Linked DNA regions of Muntiacus reevesi: region 2 is linked to region 1. A link is a contact called in public Hi-C data. All regions are on one chromosome and are shown on one strand. The core of a region is the stretch at or near the end of the contact, and the rest is flanking DNA. Distances in the headings are between cores, read along the strand shown.

Region 1 (4,737 bases), core at 802-3,301:
GACAAACCATCTGCTTCTTTTGACTATTCCTGAAGAGATGTTCTTGCCTGTGTGGAAGAATTCAAGGTGCTAAATAACGGTGTCACTTTAGGGTCTGATACCACACTGAGGCATGTCACCTATTCCCAAAGGTCAGTGGTTTCTTCCAAGAGAGACCTCCCAACTGTTAGAATCCTCTAACACCTGACTAGTAAGATCCTCGGGATCTTCAATCCCTGTATTCATGCCTAGAACTGATAAGACCCCACACCAGGTACATATTCATGTTTTAAGCAATTTTTAACATCTGCAGTAGACATATATATCTTCACAAACTTAAAAAAAAAATACTTTAACATAATACACTGCACAAAACTAGAATTCAACATAATATATATTACATTGCTAAAATAGTCATATAAATATGGGTGGGCTCACTACATTAGAAAAATTCACCTATTAGGCTATTAAAGACCAGTATCAGTAAAGCCCAAAGAAAAACTATTTTAACAGCGGAAACACTGACAATAACAACTATGAGGTTTATATGCAAGTGATAGGAAAGAGAATTCTTTACATTTGCTATTATGTCACAGCAGGCACAATCTGAAATACAATTTTACGTTAGCAATGTATAAAAATACTTTTCTAAATACTTTCGATAGGTATAGTACCACTTTAAAAAACCACAGGTAGTTATTCCATTTGGGGACCTACCGGAACAACTCAATTTACTGCTCTCAGCTAGCTCTGCAAGCATGAGCCTAGAAAACAAGTTCCTCACACATGGGGGCACACAGCACGCGTGCGCACACACACCTACACAGTAAAAGAACCTCCTGCATCTCTGGTGAATACTGATGAGTCACTGATAGGCAGCAATTTCAAAGCATGAAATGATGTTTTGAAGCCTGTTTTCAGTTCCAGATTTGGCATGGATGGGCCAAGAGGCCAAAGGAAGGTGGATTTTGTGTGTATATGACTTCTCTTCCACTGGTGGGCACTCCCCAGAAGAGGTTTAATCAGGCATGTCAATATTTAACTTGGGGGGTGGGGGGACATATTTCCCAGGGCTCTGTGTTACCACCACCCTGGCCTTCTTTCCAAACATTGGAGGCATTTTAGGAGCTTCTGAAGCCGACGTTTCTTCAGCATCTTCACTGTCTTCATGATGTAGATCATAGGAAATGTTCCCATATTCTCTTAAAAATGGGAAAATTTCAAGCAGAAACTGACAGAAATCTCTGCGAATACCAAACCACCAATGGTTGCCCCCTTTTCGCCTAAACGTTGTGGCCATAAGTGTGATTAATGAGAGCCAAAGGGGGACGAATATGGAGATGTAGGAGAACATGTTGTGTCCATCCAGCCTGTGCACCAGCAGAACCTCGAAAATGAGCAGGGGCACCACGATCGTTACCCAGCAGATGGCCATGGTCACGTGGGTTCTTCGCTGCTCAGCAACCACATCCAGGGAGCGCAGGAACAGGAGGGACCAGACGATGTAATAGAGGACCACCAGGCAAAGGAACGACATGAGGATCCACAGCGGCACGAACACCACCAGCCACGGCCAGTGGATGATCCGGTCCAGCCTCAGGGCGATGAAGATGAACTGCAGGATGTTGACGGAGCACAGGATCTCCAGCTCCAGGGACCGGTCGTGTCGGAAGCCCCAAACGCAGGCGGCCACGGACACGGGGGACACAAAGAAGAGCGGCATGAAGACCAGCAGCCAGAAGTGGGTCCCCCGCTCCACCCGGTCGCAGACCAGGAGCTCGAACATGAGCAGCAGCAGGTGGATGCCCACGGCGATCAGCATGGCCTTGAACTCCACACAGGCCTCCCCCTCCGTGCGGTAGCGCGGGTTTCGCGCCCAAACGCCCGCGCCGACAGAGGCGCCCGCGAGGACCAGAAGCTTCCACAACCAGATGGGGGCGAACACGGCCCAGCAGCTCCACTGGATGACGCCGTCCAGTCGCAGGGGCAGCAGCACGGAGAAGAGCAGCAGGCAAGCGTAGATGAGGAACTTACTCGGGTTGAAGTCCTGGAACAGGCCCCTGGGGTTCATGGCCAGGCCGCTGCCTGCCTTCGGGCGGGCGCCGCCTCTGCGCCGGTCCCGGACCCGCCGCCTTGCCGGCTAGCCCCGGCCCGCTCTGGGTGGACAGCGGCCGGGCGCCGGCCGGGACCGGCTTCCGGCCGGCGGCACCTAGAGGCCGAAACACGTGCGCGCGCGGTCACGTGGCCTGGCCGGAAGCGCGGTGGGCGGGGCGCCCGCGCCGGCGCTCTCCCCGCGACCCGAGAGGCCGGGCGGCGCGGGGCGTCCGTGAGCGGGGCTAGCGGCAGCCCCGCCGCCCGCCTTCACGCTGTACCCATTTGGAAAGCAGCTACTGCGTTTGGCGCGGGAAGGGTACGGGCAGAGGGTTCTGGCCGGGTTCCTGGCGCGCTGGTGACTCCCTGGCCGGTCCGTTGCTAGCGAGCGGGCGGCGACCTCGGGCGGCCGCTTCCTGGCGGCGTCGGGAGGAGGGAGGCGGGAGTGAGCTCACATCCTCCGGCCGAGCCGGGGGCGGGGCCGAGGGGCGGTAGGGGGCGGGGCTCAGCCCGGGGGCAGGGCTCAGCCCAGGGGCGGGGCTCAGTCCGGGGGGCGGGGCTCAGCCCGGGGGCGGGGCTCAGCCCGGGGGCGGGGCTCAGCCCGGGGGCGGGGCTCAGCCCAGGGGGCGGGACCGGAGGGTGGCAGGCGCGGCCTGCCGCGGGTGCCCCACCTCTGCCCGCAGCCCACCCGGGGGCTCAGGCGCCGGCGGGGAGGCTTGGGCGCCCGCTGCGCTGATGGCGGACGGCGTGGGAGCGAGCTGGGCGGGGGCCGGGGAGTGTGGGAGTTTGTGGGCGCGGGCGTGGGCGCCGCTGGCTGAATGCACAGGGCGGGTGTGTGCGCGCGCGGGAGGCGGTGGGCTTGTGCCTGCGCGGAGAGACGCTCGTGTGTGCGATCAGCGCCCGGGTTGTGCCTGGAACGGGCGGCTTCCGGGGCTGGACCGCACCGGGCGGGCGGCCGGCCGTTCTCCGGCCGTCTATTAGGTGGCCGAGGCAGGGTGCCGGGGTGGCTCAACCCGGAGGTGGAGGGTGGGCGCTGGAAGGGCACTAGACCCTTCAGGGTCCGTTGGCAAAGTTGCGACAAGCAGGTGCTTCCTGCCGCTGGTCATCCGGCAGCTTAGAGCAGAATGGAGACTCCGATTGAGTCCCTCATCCTCGTTTGACTTGTCTGGTCCTGCCTTAGTCTGATTCTCGCAGATACTGCTGGGGCCAGGGGCTGGAGCCAGAGGTCAAGAAATCTGGCTTCCAGTTCTGGTCCTGCCACCCAGCCGCTGAGAAACCTGGGCAGGACTTGTGCTGTCTTGTCCTCAGGGGTCCTGGGCTGTAAGTTGGGGGCCGGCCGTGGTGGTGTCCAGGACCCCCTCTTGCCAGCTGCGCCGACGCTGGAGGCCCCTCCCTGCCTTCCTCATGCTCCCTCTCCAGAGCCCTGGCTGCTCGCCCTTCCTGCCCTCCAGCTCCCGTAGAATCTGCCACATTCAAGTGCTGGGCTCTGAGCCAGTCAATGGGACTTGGCTGATGTGGGGTCTCCCAAGGAAGGGGTTCCGGAGAGAAAAGAGGGGGCCATGGTCCAGATTCAGGAGCCAGCCTTCCCCAGTCCGCTTCCAAGTTGGTGAAGCCTGGTGAGGGGTGGACAGTCCCATCTCTCAAAGCTCTCCCACAGCTTCACCACCCTCCCCTCAGCCAGGCCAGTTGGGTGGTCCTCAGGCAAGGGACTCCAGCTGAGTGGGCCTTGATCTCAGACTCCAGTCCTCAGGGCCCCTTGTTTGTTAGGACCCCTTGGGAGTCACTGTGGGAAGACTGTTGACTATGTGGACACCAGGTTCACCCTTCACCCCTTCCTCCCAGGCTCCAGTCCATCTGTTTTGCATCCTGGTTTTTCTTTTACTGTTTCCTTTCAAGGAGGGATTTGTCAGCTAAAACAAAATTTAAAATTCAAAACCCCTCTGCCAGTCCGACTACAAAATGGGCTGATAATAGCACTTAAGACCATTTTGAGGTTGAGATGAATCCATACATGGAAAACACTTTGCATTTAGAGAAATGCAAGCCACTAATATTTACCACACTGGGGCAAGTAAATCCTTTACGGGTGGGGCTGACTGGCAGCCCCCCAGGGAGGCGGTGGCCGGGCCAAGTCTTCTGGACCCTGTTAGAATGGGCAGAAATCCTGTAGCCAGGTGACCTCAGGGTCATCTGTCTTTACCATCTTTGTGGCAGAGGTTGGAGTTCGGAGTATATTGTCCCATACTTTACTGTCTTTGTGGCAGAGGTTGGAGTTCGGAGTATATTGTCCCATACTTTACTGTCTTTGTGGCAGAGGTTGGAGTTTGGAGTATGTTGTCCCATCTCTGCAGCTCCTCAGGACAGGCACCTGGTTCTCTCCCTCCAGGAAGGGGGGATCATACGATGGCCCCTCACGGTCCAATGAGTCCTTGTTGCCCCCTCCTGAGGGGGTCAGAGCCTGCTTATGGGTTTGAGGTGGAGCCACAGAGAGGCTACTGTCTGCTGCCCCGGCAGCCAGCTTTCCTGGGCCCCCAGGCCTGGACCCTCAGTTCTGAACAAGACTCCTCTCCTTTGCTGTTTTCCCTGATGTGGTTAGGGTCTCAAGGACCTCCCCCTGACTTTACGTTGACCCTTCAAGCTAACAGAGGCTGTTTGTTCTGTGCCAGG
Region 2 (4,737 bases), core at 1,165-3,664, 450 kb before region 1:
AGAACTAAGATGAAGGATTCATACTCCCTGATTTCAAAACTTACTAAAAAGCTACAGTGTCAAAACAGTGTGAGTGCAGGCATAAAGACATACATAAAAATCGATGGAGGGTTTTCCTGGTGGCTAAGACGGTAAAGAATCCACCTGTGATGCAGGAGACCTGGCTTCAATATCTGGGTTGGGAAGATCACCTGGGGAAAGGAATGGCTACCCACTCCAGTATTTTTGCCTGGAGAGTTCTAAGGACAGAGGAGCCTGGTGGGCTACAGTCCATGGGGTTGCAAAGAGTCAGACATAACTGAAGTGATTTAGCACATATAATAATGGAACAGAATAAAGAGTCCAGAAATAAACCCTGGCATATATGATCAAATGATTTTTGACAAAGGTGTGCAGACTATTCAATGGGGAAAAATAGTCTTTTCAGCAAGTGTTGCTGAGAAAACTGTCTATCCACATGGATCCTTACCTAATAGCATATTCAAAAATTAACTCAAAATGGAACAAAGACCAAAATTATACAACTCTTAAAAAGAAACATAAGGCAAAAACTTCATGACACTAGCTCTGGCAATAATTTTTTGGATATTACACAAAAGGCATGGAGAACAAAACAGAAATAGGAGATTTGGAATTTATGAAAACTAAAAATATTGTGCATCAAAAGACAATATCCTCAGATTTAAAAGGTAACCCCCAGAATGGGTGAAAATATTTGCATCACATATCTGTGACAACTCCTAAAAGTCAACCACACACATACAACCCAACCCAATTAAAAAATGGACAAAGGTTTTGAATAGACCTTTATATTTTCTTTCTCCAAAGAAAATATACAGATGTCCAAGGAGCATATGAAAAGGTGCTCAAAATTGCTAATCACTAGGGAAAAGCATATCAAAACTACAAGATACCACCACATACACATACTAGAATGACTACTATCAAAAAAACAGAAAATAACACACATTGATAAAGATGTGAAGGATAGGAACGCTTGAGCACTGTTGGCAGGAATGTAAAATGGTACAGCCTCTGTGGAAAACAGGATGCCAGATCCTCAAAAACTTTGAAATGAACATATTATGCAACAATTCTACTTCTGTGTATTTACCCAAAAGAATTGAAAGCAGGGTCTCCAAGAGATATTTGTACACTCATGTTCACAGTCGCAAGATCATAACAGCAAAAATGCGGAAGCAACCCAAGTGCCCATCAACAGGTGAGTGGATAAGCAAAACATGTCATATTCACGGGGTGCAACATTCTTTAGCCTTAAAAAGAAGGAAGTTCTGATTCCACTTACAGAAGATACTTAGTGGTCAAAATATAGAGACAGAATGTAGAATGGTGGATGCCAGAGAGCAGAGGAAAAGGGAATGGAAGTTATTCTCTGATGGATACAGAGTTTCAGCATTATGAGATGAAAAGCTATGGAGGTGGACAGTGGTGAGGGTTGTACCACCACTGTACTATATGCTTTAAAATGGTCAAGACGGTAAATATGTGTATGTCACCACAATGAAAAAAAAAAGCAACCATCAGAGAGGCCCTTTTATCCATCATGGATGCTTATCCCTGTATTCATATCCTGTTCATCCTCTAATCTAGTCCCAATCAATCACCCACCCCTCGCAGGCCTCTCAGACTTCACTGTGACTTTACAAAGCTTGGTCCATCACCAGCAAATTTCCCACAACTCCACCTGTACTTCAGGGTCTGCAGACCTCTTCTGCAAGTGGCCAGATAATGAGTGTTTTAGGCTCTGGACAGACTGTCTCTGACCCGGCTACTCCCCTCTGCCCTTCTAAGGGACAGCAGCCACAGACACGCGTAAAGGATGGGCTGGGCCCCGGCAGGCTGACCCCTAACTCTCACACAGCTGCTGGGAAGCTGGGCTGACAGGTGTGACGCCGCTCCGCGGACCGTGCAGTGCGGATCACTTGGGAGGAGCTGGGGCCGAGGCCCCGCCAGCACAGAGCGCTTCCGGATGGGAAAGGATGGGACCTGGCGGGAGGACGGGGCGTGAGCTCCGACAGAGGGCCCGCCAGAGGCCTCCTGACCCACGCCCTGACGCCGGTCTCTCCAGTGCTAAACAGGGACGGCCCAGACAGCCGCCCGAGGCAGTTCACTGGCCGGGGAGACCCGGCTCGAGCGGATCAGCCAGGGTCCCGCCCCGCGCCCCGCCCCCGAGCTGCCCGCCCCCTTTGTCTCCGCCCCCGAGCTGCCCGCCCCCTTTGTCTCCGCCCCCGAGCTGCCCGCCCCCTTTGTCTCCGCCCCCGAGCCCCGCCCCCGAAGCCGGCGGGCGGGCGTCGCCGCCTCAGCCCCGCCCCCTAGGGCCCCGCCGCTTTGTCCCGCCCCCAGAGCCGGCCGGCGTGCTTTGCGCCTGGCCCCGCCCCGCCCACGTGCTCGGCGTACCTGGCGCGGCGGCGGAGGAGGTGAGCGCGCGGAGGGTGGCGGGCAGACCAGCGGACCCCTGCGGGCTCCTTAGGCGGTGTGTTCCAGCCGTGGGCGTAGCCAGGGGATCCCGCGTGGAGCAAGGGTCCTGCGGTCCTTCTTCGCCCAGCCGCCTGCGGGATGCGCGGCACCCCTTCCCACGCCTCCCTGGGGCGCGCGGCCTTGGTGCTGGGGTCCTGGGGGAGCTAGGACCTACGTTTGGACCCTTCCTGTCCTGGCTTTGGTTGCCTCGTTGGCGAAAAGGCGCAGTGACGTGACTCTCAAGGAATACGCTGGCTTCTTGTTTGCAGCAATTTACTTGCTAAGTGAACACTGAACAGACGGGAAGACAGTAAGCTTCAGGCGCAGTTAAATTAAACAATTGTGAATTTTACCGAAACATTTTCGGATGAAATAATAGTATGGCCCTACTGTGTTTGGAAATAAACTAGCTGGACGGGATTATGCGTTTGAGTAGAGATGAAACAAAGCTAGCCATGACTTGACAGATTGAAATTAGTTTGTAATATACTATTTTTTCCACTTTCCTGCGTGTTTATAATTTATCATAAAAAATAATCTACAGTGGAAAATTTGCTGTGGACACGTGTGTTCAAAACTGGGCCAGTATTTGTCTGCTGGAGCTGTAGTGACAAGAACTGGGTGGCAGAAATGTGTTTTCTTGAAATGCTGGAGGCCCGAGGTCCAAGATCAAGGTGTTGGCAGGGCTGGTTTCTGCTGAGGCCTCTCCCACTGGCTTGTAGATGGCCACCTTCGGGTCTGGGTCCTCGTAGTCCTTCTGTGTCCGAATGTCCCACTCTGGATTGGATTAGGGGTTATCCTAATGACCTCGCTTTAACTTAATTACCTCTTGAAAGAGCCTATCTCTAAATACAGTCACATTCCTCCTTCTGGAGGTTAGGACTTCACCATATGAATTTGGAGGGACATAGTTCTGCCCATAGCTCTGCCACGTTACTAGTTGAGGCCTATCTGTGCCTCCGTGTTTCACCACTTTAAAATAGGGACATCATAATGATAAGGGCGCAGAGTTGTAAGGATTCAGTTGTTAAATAATATGTGTAAGGGTCTTGGAACTGTGTTGGGCATATAGTAAGGATGGAATAAGCTGACCATGTGTTTCGTGTTTAAATTAGTGCTCGTGTTCAGTATGGCAGTGGGGTGAGAGGTGGGTGGCTTGGGGCCGTTCCTGGCCGTGGGAATCAAAGTTGTAATTATAGCCATTCCATGGCTTCCCGAGACTCCCTGGCGGGGCTGTCATGATCATCCCCCCAGCTTCCTGGGTGGCCCAGTGGCCAACACTGACAGGCCCGTGGTTGTCTACGGGCAGCGAGTGGACTGGCAGAGCTCAGCGGGCCCCCAGCTGAGAGATGCCCTGACCCCTGTCTCAGGTTGCCCGGAAGTTCGCCTTGGCCGAGGGGCGTCTGCTCCTTGCCAGACCCTGATTGTTTCGCGTGTGGCGTGTGTTTATTGACTCAGCACAGACCCCCTCCTGGTAGACCATTGTCACGCGCACATTTGGTAAGTGGTGACGCAGAGTCAGAGTGGGGCCACTTCTCGGCTCCTGCGCGTATTGCCTCAGTTAAAGGGGATGTGGCCCGGGGGTGTTTGGTCTGCAGGTCGACCCCGGCAGTTGTTGGCTCACTTCTCTTTCTCTTGGCCCAGGTTACAGTGGTGGCAGCCCTCATGGCAGGTCCCCTGTGGCTGGCCACGGTGTTTGTGCAGAGACACAGGACGGGCCTGTTGGTGGGCTCCTGCGCAGGCCTGTTCGGGGCCCAGATCTCGTACCACCTCTTCCCGGATCCTGTGGTCCAGTGGTTGTACCAGTACTGGCCTCAGGGCCAGCCGGCGCCTCTGTCCCCAGAACTGGAGAGGCTCTTCCGGGAGGTGCAGCAGGACATTGGCATCCCCGCGGGCCACCACCTCGAGGCCTTCACCACCTTCACCTTCCAGCCTGTGAGTGCCGGCTTCCCGAGACTCCCTGGCGGGGCCATCGTGGGCATCCCCGCCAGCTTCCTGGGTGGCCCAGTGACCAGCACTGACCGGCCCGTGGTGGTGTACGGGCAGCGCGTGGACTGGCGGAGCCCAGCGGGCGCCCGGCTGCGAGATGCCCTGACCCTGTCTCACGAGGCCCAGAAGTTCGCCTTGGCCAAGGAGGTGGTGTACCTGGAGAGTGGGGCGGCCGCCCTGCAGGCCCTGCCAGCCCCAGCCTGCCTGGCGGGCACCTGGGCGCTGAGTGTGGGGGCCAAGCACGCCTTGGGGCTCTACGGGGGCCCCATG

Evidence for each region. A called contact is a pair of places that touch in the nucleus more often than the background predicts.
Region 2: a contact with region 1 is called in a Hi-C map of muscle, with 6 times the contacts expected there. The contact joins the promoter of TMEM177 here to the promoter of TMEM185B in region 1. A contact is called at or near these places in 2 of 3 Hi-C or Micro-C datasets (blood and muscle).

What each region holds. Positions count from the first base shown.
Region 1 is chr3:201,358,335-201,363,071 of mMunRee1.1, reverse strand. It overlaps TMEM185B (transmembrane protein 185B), which reads right to left and starts at 2,051. Exons shown (of 1, transcript XM_065931372.1): 1 at 356-2,051. The coding sequence starts at 2,050. The coding sequence ends at 998. RALB (RAS like proto-oncogene B) reads left to right here and starts at 2,254. Exons shown (of 6, transcript XM_065931377.1): 1 at 2,254-2,389.
Region 2 is chr3:201,804,194-201,808,930 of mMunRee1.1, reverse strand. It overlaps TMEM177 (transmembrane protein 177), which reads left to right and starts at 2,414. Exons shown (of 2, transcript XM_065927812.1): 1 at 2,414-2,438; 2 at 4,123-4,737. The coding sequence starts at 4,144.